Regions from separate parts of the Sus scrofa genome. Here all the other regions are linked to region 3. The links are chromatin contacts, called in public Hi-C maps. All regions are on one chromosome and are shown on one strand. The core of a region is the stretch at or near the end of the contact, and the rest is flanking DNA. Distances in the headings are between cores, read along the strand shown. Region 1 has its middle 140 kb from the start of C2H5orf30. Region 2 has its middle 120 kb from the start of NUDT12. Region 3 has its middle 22 kb from the start of C2H5orf30.

The links. Hi-C and Micro-C count contacts between places; a contact is called where the count stands out from the background.
Region 1: a Hi-C map of fetal liver shows a contact between it and region 3, with 2.1 times the contacts expected there. The contact joins two enhancer-like sites. A contact is called at or near these places in 2 of 47 Hi-C or Micro-C datasets (fetal liver and liver) and 1 of 2 datasets of contacts at active chromatin or transcription factors (skeletal muscle).
Region 2: a contact with region 3 is called in a Hi-C map of fetal liver, with 2.1 times the contacts expected there. The contact joins two enhancer-like sites. A contact is called at or near these places in 1 of 5 promoter capture datasets (liver), 34 of 47 Hi-C or Micro-C datasets (adipose tissue, alveolar macrophages, blood and 16 more) and 2 of 2 datasets of contacts at active chromatin or transcription factors (alveolar macrophages and skeletal muscle).

The regions. Positions count from the first base shown.
Region 1 is chr2:108,871,738-108,874,750 of Sscrofa11.1, reverse strand. No RefSeq gene overlaps it. Among named protein-coding and RNA genes, the nearest start is that of C2H5orf30, 140 kb to the right of the region's middle. Within about 2 kb of position 1,555, at least 9 of the 83 cell types and tissues checked have an H3K27ac peak or open chromatin away from gene starts, as enhancers often do. A contact at or near this core is called in fetal liver, where this site is marked.
Region 2 is chr2:108,941,219-108,944,230 of Sscrofa11.1, reverse strand. No RefSeq gene overlaps it. Among named protein-coding and RNA genes, the nearest start is that of NUDT12, 120 kb to the left of the region's middle. Within about 2 kb of position 1,445, at least 1 of the 83 cell types and tissues checked has an H3K27ac peak or open chromatin away from gene starts, as enhancers often do. A contact at or near this core is called in fetal liver, where this site is marked.
Region 3 is chr2:108,709,477-108,712,785 of Sscrofa11.1, reverse strand. No RefSeq gene overlaps it. Among named protein-coding and RNA genes, the nearest start is that of C2H5orf30, 22 kb to the left of the region's middle. Within about 2 kb of position 1,770, at least 9 of the 83 cell types and tissues checked have an H3K27ac peak or open chromatin away from gene starts, as enhancers often do. A contact at or near this core is called in fetal liver, where this site is marked.

The DNA of each region.
Region 1 (3,013 bases), core at 306-2,805, 160 kb before region 3:
TGCTCCAAGCGTCAAGTTTTCATTAACAAATAAGGACAATGACTACAACCAGTGGTCATCTCTCTTTAAAGTCAAAAGAAGCATGAAGGGCACTAGGAGAAGTACTCATGAGCAAGAGTCAGCTGTCTTCTCGGGCAACGCACCTTCATGGACTCGTGGCAAAGTCAGTGCCAAGAAAGAGCAAAGGAATGGCACCAGAAAAGGGATGTTTATGTCCTGTTTCTGTTTGCTTTGTCAGTCTTCCTACTTGAGGAAAATACATTATCTAGAAAAACCAAAGTACTAAGGTGGCCTGAGGACAAGGTTCAATGAGACAGAGGTTTTCTCTTGGGGCTGGAGGGAATGGGGAGTGGATAAGATGCAAAGTCCTTATTCCTCAAGGCTGAAATCTTAACGAAAGTAACCCCAAACCCAGGCACATACCCACTGGAACCAAGAGCACTGTGATCCTAGGTTTGCTGTAAACAAGCTGCATCTCAGAGGTTAATATTCCTCAGCCTTTTCAGCCTTCCAGTCTCTTTCACCCAGGAGTTAATTTTAGTTCTGTATTAATTATACATTACAATTACACATAGACATGGGCTCACACACACACTGTAATGATTATGCTGCTATTGCAGGATTGCTCAGGAACTTATTCAGGTCACCTCAGTCCCTGTGGGACATGATGTTGTTTACTGTCTAGTACCTCTCACTCCACTTTCCCTGGAGATGGCTGCCCGGAAACAAGCTTCTTCCAAAGTGGAAACTCTTTGCCGAGGCTTTTCAGAGGGAAGAGATAAGAAATCTCTACCGATACTATGTAATGACAAAATGTGTACATGGTGACAAAAATCAAAAACTTCCAATCAGACACCTTAGGCAAGTGTGGCTTGATATGCTTATAGGGCCACACACAGGTGATCTGATACAGAAATGTGGATTTTGACCAAAAAAAAAAAAAAAAAAAAAAAAAAAGGAGTTCCTGTTGTGGCTCAGTGATAACAAACCTAACTAGTATCCATGAGAACACAGGTTCAATCCCTGGCCCTGCTCAGTGGGTTAAGGATCCAATCCAGCATTGCTGTGAGCTGGGGTGTTAGGTCTCAGATGCAGCTTGGATCTTGCATTGCTGTGGCTGTGGTGTAGGCCAGCGGCTGCAGTGCTGATTAGACCCCTGGCCTGAAAACTTCCAAATGCCATGGGTGCAGCCCTAAAAAATACACACACACTAAAAAAATGTGGGTTTGGGGTTTGTATGGAAAATGGACGTTGAAGGCTTTTCCTGTCATTGCTGCACTTCTGGTGATTACAAGATGGGCTGGGGAATAAAAGGCTCAGCAGAAATATCCCTGCATTTCCCCCATGCCCAGCTGCTTGCCCTTGACATCTTGAAACTGGCACTTCAATGAGCTCTTAGCCTCTGAGAGCAATGCATGAAATGTAAGACCAGAAGCATCTATTTATTAAGCTTGGTCACTAAATTAATCTTTCCCCTTGGCCAGCTATGAAGTAGAATTAATAAGGGTGAAGCAGAAGCTGAGCTAGGACATATTTAGCTATGGGCTGTACCTCAAGGCCTCACTCCCTGGCAAAAGAATTAGGACAGCTCCCTCCTGACATCAAAAGGGCATGAAGGGGACCTACAGGCAGAGAATTCAGCCAACTTTTACTCCCCACGCCCTCCCTTATCTGGTACTGAAAGCCTAGCCCTGTGGTTTCTCCAACATTATGTCTGTCCAACAGGATTGCAGCTTTCTCACAAGAATTAGACTTTTTCATTTGTAAATCAGTCACATGTTTATTGTGACCTTCCCATGTCTGAGCAGTGTGCTATGTGCTGAAGATAACAGCTGTGAACAAAGCAAAGTGCCCTCTCTCGGATACCTCACAATGCAGTGGGAGTAACCAGCAGTGACCCAAGCAAACATATGTTTTCTGCGTGTGTTATTACCTTAATGCAGCATGGCATGCCTGAGTAACAACCCCAGATATGGTGGTTAGGAAAAGCTACTCTTACAAAGTGCCATGTCGGCTGAGACCTGCCAGGCCCCAGGATGGAGACCCAAGCATGCCCTCCACAGAACACGGAGGAGGAGATATGTACAGGGGGTTAAATACATCTCTGCTTTGATAAATGTTCTTGCATTTTATCTCCCCAATAACGTACTGTGAAGTATTTATTATTAGGGACATGGCTGTGTAATGGATTCAACAGTTTGGGCACTGACATCCCAGGGAGGCCACATGATATATAAAAAGACAGATACAGGTCCAAATTCCTAGCACCCCAATGAGTACAACACTGAGCATGCTATTTAACTTCTATGAGCCTCAGTTTTCTCTTTGGGAAGCATGGGTTGATGTGGTGATTAAACTATGCCAAAGTTCTCTGGCATAGTTCTTGGCAGACAGTAAGGTGCTCAAGGAGTATTCAGTGTCAATAACTGTGTGTGTGGGAGTTCCCGTCGTGGCGCAGTGGTTAACGAATCCGACTAGGAACCATGAGGTTGCGGGTTCGGTCCCTGCCCTTGCTCAGTGGGTTAACGATCCGGCGTTGCCGTGAGCTGTGGTGTAGGTTGCAGACACGGCTCGGATCCCGCGTTGCTGTGGCTCTGGCGTAGGCCAGTGGCTACAGCTCCGATTCGACCCCTAGCCTGGGAACCTCCATATGCCATGGGTGTGGCCTTAGAAATAGCAAAAAGACACAAACAAACAAACAAACAAACAAAAAAAAAAAAACCTTGGGTGTGGTAGTGGTTTCTTAAATATGACACCAAAAAGCATAAGCAACAAAAGAAAAAATAAATAAATAAATAAATAAATAACTGTGTGTGTGCCAGGTGTGACGTTAAGCCCTACACAGACTTTTAAAAATGTAATTCTCCCAATAAAATAGATAGTATGGTTATCACCATTTTAAACATGAGCAAAGAGGAGTTTCCGTCGTGGTGCAGTGGTTAACGAATCCGACTAGGAACCATGAGGTTGCGGGTTCGGTCCCTGCCCTTGCTCAGTGGGTTAACAATCCGGT
Region 2 (3,012 bases), core at 196-2,695, 230 kb before region 3:
GTTGTTTCAAACTCTGCCACTGCTTTATCAAATAAGTTTGTGTAATATTTTAAATCTCTGGTCATCTTTACCACGAGTAAATTGCATCTCAAGAAAACACTGTCTTTGCTCATGCACAAGAAGCAACTCTTCATCTGTGAATGTTTTATCATGAGATCTCTAGTGATTCAGTCACATCTTCGAGCTCCACTTCTAATTCTAGTTTTCTTGCTATTTCCACCCCATCTGCAGTTACTTCCTATACTGAAGTCCTGAACCCCTCAAAGGCATTTATGAGTGTTGGAATCAACTTCTTCCAAACTCCTGTTAATGTTGATATTTTGACCTCTTCCCATGAATCATGAATGTTCTCAATGGCATTAAGAATGGTGAATCCTTGGAGTTCCTGTCGTGGCTCACTGGAAATAAATCTGACTGGTATCCATGAGAACACAGGTTCGATCCCTGGCCTTGATCAGTGGGTTAATGATCCAGTGTTGCTGTGAAGTGTAGTGTAGGCTGCAGATGCAGCTTGGATCTGGCATTGCTGTGGCTGTGGCACAGGTCAGTGGCTACAGCTCCAATTTGACCCGTAGCCTGGGAACCTCCATATGCAGTGGGCATGGCCCTAAAAAGACACCCCCCCGCCGCCAAAAAAAGAATGGTGAATCCTTTCCAGAAGGTTTTCGATTGACTTTGCTCAGATGCATTAGAGAAATCACTATCTGTATCAGAGATAGTCTTATGAAATGTATTTCTTAAATAGTAAGACTTGAAAGTCTAAATTACTCTGATTCAACAGAATCAGAATGGATCATGTTAGCAGGCATGAAAAAAACATCAATTTCAATGTTATCTCCATCAGCGCTCTTGGGTAACCTGGTGCACTGTCAATGAGCAGTAAATATTTTGAAAGCAATCTTTCTGAAAAGTGGGTCTCAAAATATTCAATAAATCATATTGTCAGCAGATATGCTGTTATCCAGGCTTTGTTATCCATTCATATAGCACAGGCAGAATAGATTTAGCATAATTCTTAAGTGTCCTAGGATTTTCAGATAATAAATGAGCATGGGCTTCAATTTCAAGTCATCGGCTGCCTTAAGAGCCTAACAAGAGAGTCAACTTATCCTTTGAAGCTGGAAGCCAAACACTGACTTCTCCTCTTTAGCTATGAAAGTCCTAGATGACATCTTCTTCCAATAGAAAGCTGTTTCACACTGAAAAATCTATAGTGTAGCCAACTTCGTTAATGATCTTAGGTAGATCCTCTGGATAACTTCCTACAACTTCTACATCAGCACCTGCTACTTCACCTTGTCTTTTTATGTTATGGAGATGGCTTCTTTCCTTTAACTGCATGAACCAACCTCTGCTAGCTTCAAACTTTTCTCCTGAAGCTTCCTCATATCTCTCTGCCTTCAAAGAACTGAAGAGAGGTAGGGCCTTTCTCTAGATTAGACTTTGCCATAAGGCAATGTTGTGTCTGGTTTGATCTATTCAGACCACTAAAACTTTCTCCGTATCAGCATAAGACTGTTTCACTTTCTTATCATTCATGTGTTCACTGGAGTAGCAGTTTTTATTTCCTTTAAGAACATTTTCTTTGTAGTCGCAACTTGGCTATTTGGCACAAGAAGCCTAGCTTTTGGCCTATCTTGGTTTTCAATGTGCCTTCCTCATTAAGCTGAATCATTTCTAGCTTTTGGTTTAAAATAAGAAATATGTGACTCTTCCTTTCAGTTGAACACATAGAAGCCATTGAAGGGTTGTTAGGTGGCCTAATTTCAATATTGCTGTGTCTCAGGGAATAGGGACGCCCCAGAAGAGGGAGAGAGATGGGGGAGGAGGGGAACAGCTGTTGGTGGAGCAGTCTGAACATACCGAATATTTATTCACTAAGTTCATCATCTTATATGGACACAGTTTATGGAGCCCCTAAGCAATTGTAATAGTAATATCAAAGATTCCTGATCACAGAGCACCATGACAAATATATAATAATAACAAAGTTTGAAATTTTATGTGAATTACCAAAATGTGACACAGAGACATGAGGTAAACAAATGCTTTTGGCAAATGAGGCTGATAGACTTGCTTAACACAGGATTGCCACAAATCTTCACCTTGTAAGAAATGCAGAATCTGTGAAACACAATAAAGTGAAGGGCAGTAAGATGAGATATGTACATATTTTCTCCATGAGGCACATCACAGCCTTCCTGCATTTAGGAACACTAACCAGAAATTCAGCACTGCCAGTGAAGGAAGTTTGAAAAGCAAAATTACCAAGAAAAAGCCTCATAAAAAGACAGAAATGTGGCACTAAATGGACTAAAAAAAGGACACTAAAGAATAAGAACTGAAACAAGAAGACAGAGTACTACTTTGTTCAGCCTCAGCTGGGAATATAGACTAGACAACTCAAATTTTTGCAACTTTAAGCATATCCATGAATGATCATCAAAGTGCTACATTGATTTTGGTTTTATGAATCAATTTTAGAAAGTAGGTTAATTTGCAAGTAGGGAATTTATGAATAGTGAAGACCAACTGTTACTTATAAAACTTATAATACTAAATTAAGAGAAGAGAGAAGTGAGATATGAGAGATGGTTCTTTTTTTTTTTTTTCTTCTTTTTTTTTGGCTGTTCCTGTGGCATGTGGAAGTTCCTGAGCCAGAATCAAACCTGCACCAAAGGAGTGACCTAGGCCACTGCAATGACAATACTGGATCCTTAACCCACTGTGTCACAAGGGAACTCTGAAAGATGATTCTTTTCTATTGTCAAATTTTATTAAAAATGGGAAGAAAGTATTACAGTAAAAACAGCAAATATTTATTAAGGACTTATTATGAACAAAATAGGACTCTGTTAAGCACTTAACGGAATTTTAATTTCAACAATCCACTGAGGTGGTTAACATTATTATGCCCATTTTCAAAAAGTGAAGTAAAGTTAATTTACAATATTGTGTTAGTTTCAAGTATACATCATGGTGACTCAGTTATATATATATATTCTCTATCAG
Region 3 (3,309 bases), core at 521-3,020:
TTTTCATTTGCTGTGTCCTGGTCAGGAAAGAGGAGTCTTCTCTTGGGCTTTGCTATTTTTACAGGGCACAAGAGCTCCCCCTTCTGGTATCCTAACTATTTAATTGATGTTTCTGTTATTAATTTTTTCACAACTTCCTGTGCAGCACTGCCTGGGTTCAATTGATGTTTGCTCAACTAACCTCTTGGACATTTTATTACCCCTCTTTCTTTTTTAGTGCGGCACCCACAGTATATGGAAGTTCCTGGGCTAGGGGTAGAATCAGAGCTGCAGCTGCTGGCCTACATCACAGCCATAGCAACACAAGATCTGAGCCATGTCTGGAACCTACATCATGGCATACGGCAACTCGGGATACTTGACCCACTGAGTGAGACCAGGGATTGAACCCTTGTCCTCATGGATACTAGTCACATTCATTACCACTGAGCCACGACAGGAACTCCATGCCTCAGTTTATATTTTAACAGAGGATAACACATTGTCCTTCCAGATAGGGACCCTTCACAATGCACATCTGACTCTTGAGAAGCATCTGTGCCTTTTTGCTAGTGGGCTACAGCAATGAACTTTGCTCCTAGTGCAGCTCTCTTCTTTCAGCTCTGTCACCTCAGACCTCAGCAACCATCGCCCTTTACCTGGTCTTTTTATACCTCAACTCCAGAGGACTCAGGTCAGCCCTCCCAGTGACTCTCTTGGAAATCCCTTTTTCATTTAGATGAGAAAGAATATTTCCTAGGCTTCACTATGGTGATGTGATGGAGATGTGCAGTCCTCCAACAACTTTCTCCAAACAAATTATCTTTAAAAAAAATCCTTACTTTCCAAGCTCTCTTATATGACTGAGGCAGGCACTAAACTGAAGTTAGCAGTTGTTAACCATCCCCATGCAGGTTCTTTATCAATGCTATGTCGAATACCTTGTTACAAAATATAGGGCTACTTTAAACCTACTGTTTTGTTCTGTATCTTTGGGAATTCAGTGAAAACTGAGTTAGAGTCTCACTTCAACATCCTGGTAAACAACCAGTATCTGACTTTAAATAATAGAGGTTCTTTGGTTATTCACTAGAGTCTAGTGACTTAAGAGTATAGGCATCATTAAGGCAAGGATTTCTTTTCCTTTTTAAGCGTTAAGTCCCCAACACTTGGAACAATGCCTAATGTAAGGTAGGAGTTCAACAACATTTTGTTACATGCATAGATTATTTTACAGATAAGAAAACTGAGGCCTGGAATAGGTAAATAGGAGATCCCCTTGTGGCTCAGCAGCAACGAACTCAACATGTATCCATGAAGATGTGGGTTTGATCCCTGGCCTCGTTCAGTGGGTTAGGCACCTGGTTGCCATGAGCTGTAGTGTAGGCAGAGGCAGCTCAGATCCTGGGTTGCTGTAGCTGTGGAGTAGGCTGGTAGCTACAGCTCCAGTTTGACCCCTAGCCTGGGAACTTCATGTGCCACAGGTGTGGCCCTAAAAAGACACAAAAAAAGGATAGCTGACTTGTCCAAACTTACTCAGCTAGAAAACCATGGAGCCAAGATTTGAGTAATTAGTGACAGAAATCAACTAATGATAATCAGATGTGTATTACTTAAGTGTTTCCTTTCTTTAAAAAAAAAAGTATTTTGTGGATATTTCTGTGACCTTATATAGAATTTTTGCAGAGATTTTAAAAGCATCTTAGTTTCATTTTGGTTACCCGCTGTTTCAGATACTCATGCTGACTCACCCATCTGACTGTATAGAGAGGCAACTTAACCTTGGATGGCCACACTGCCATCTGGTGTTGGATACATGAATTGCAAATTCAGTGTATGTATTATACATCTTTACATTCATTAATTCATTTAATCTTCACAAAAGCCCTACTATTGGTATTAGTTACGTACCTATTTTATAGATGATTTATTCAGTGGCAGGACCAAGACTTGATGATCCCAGGCTATCTAGCTCCAAACCTCACTGCTTATTATATTCTACTGTTTTTCTAATTAGTATCATTCAAAACTTTCAGATTTAGGAACCCACCTCTGAGTAAGCCACATAAACTTTATTTTTTATTAGATAAAAATCATATATAAGAGTAGATAACTAAAACATGAAACACATACAAGCCTACATAAGAGTTATCAATATATTTTTCTTTCTTTTTTTTTTTTTTTGGTCTTTCCAAGATCAAGGTAATGGCAGGTTTGGTTTATTCTAAGGCCTCTGTCCATGGCTTACAGAGGTTATCTTCTCACTATGTACACAGACGGTCTCCACTAGGTCTCTCTCTTAATCTTCTCTCTTGGGCCACTCCCATGACATATGGAGGTTCCCAGGCTACGGGTCGAATTGGAGATGTAGCCGCCAGCCTACGCCACAGCCATAGCAACTTGGGATCCGAGCTGCGTCTGCAACCTACACCACAGCTCATGGCAATGCCAGACCCTTAACCCACTGAGCAAGGCTAGGGATCGAACCTGCAACCTCACAGTTCCTAGTCGGATTCATTAACCACTGCGCCACTACGGGAACTCCTTAATCTTCTCTTCTTACAAAGACATCTGTCATATTGGACTAGGACCCACCCATATATCTGACCTTATTTTATCATTCTTAGCTGTTCAAAGACACTATCTCTGGAGTGAAGTTAAGGATCTGGCACTGTCACTGCAGCAGCTCAGGGATGCTGCTATGGCATGGATTTGTTCCTGGTCCACAAACTTCCACATGCCATGGGTGTGGTCAAAAAATAATAATAAAGACCCTGTCTCCAAATACAGCTATATTCTGAGGCACTGTGCATTAGGACTTCAAAATGTGAATTGAGAGGGGACACTATTCAGCCCATAACAATTATATTTCATTCTAAGGGAATATTATCAACCAAGTGAGGAATGCTAAATGTCTTAAAATCTCTGCTTCCTCACTTCTCTACAAGCTGCTTGTCATTTTATGGGGTTATTAATATCTCCACCAGCCATCTAGTTGATGCTAGGAGGATGTAACTCAAAATCATTTTATTATTTACTCAGATACGTTTTCTTCCTCATTTATAAGTATTGTAAAGTTAATACAAGTGAGAAAAAAATTTGTCTGGTATTTCACCAACCGTAATGAAGTATACTCTAACATTTATAATTGCTAGTTCAGTTAAGTACTATGTAAGAATTCACAGGTGATATTGTTATAAAATAATGAACCAGATGGAAACGTTTGCCTCATTACTTCTTGGTTATTTCCCATAAAGTTAATACTTCACTACCTGAATGGTTTGGAAGAGAACAACTCTTCCTTTGCTGAATCAGGGAATCTGATTATCA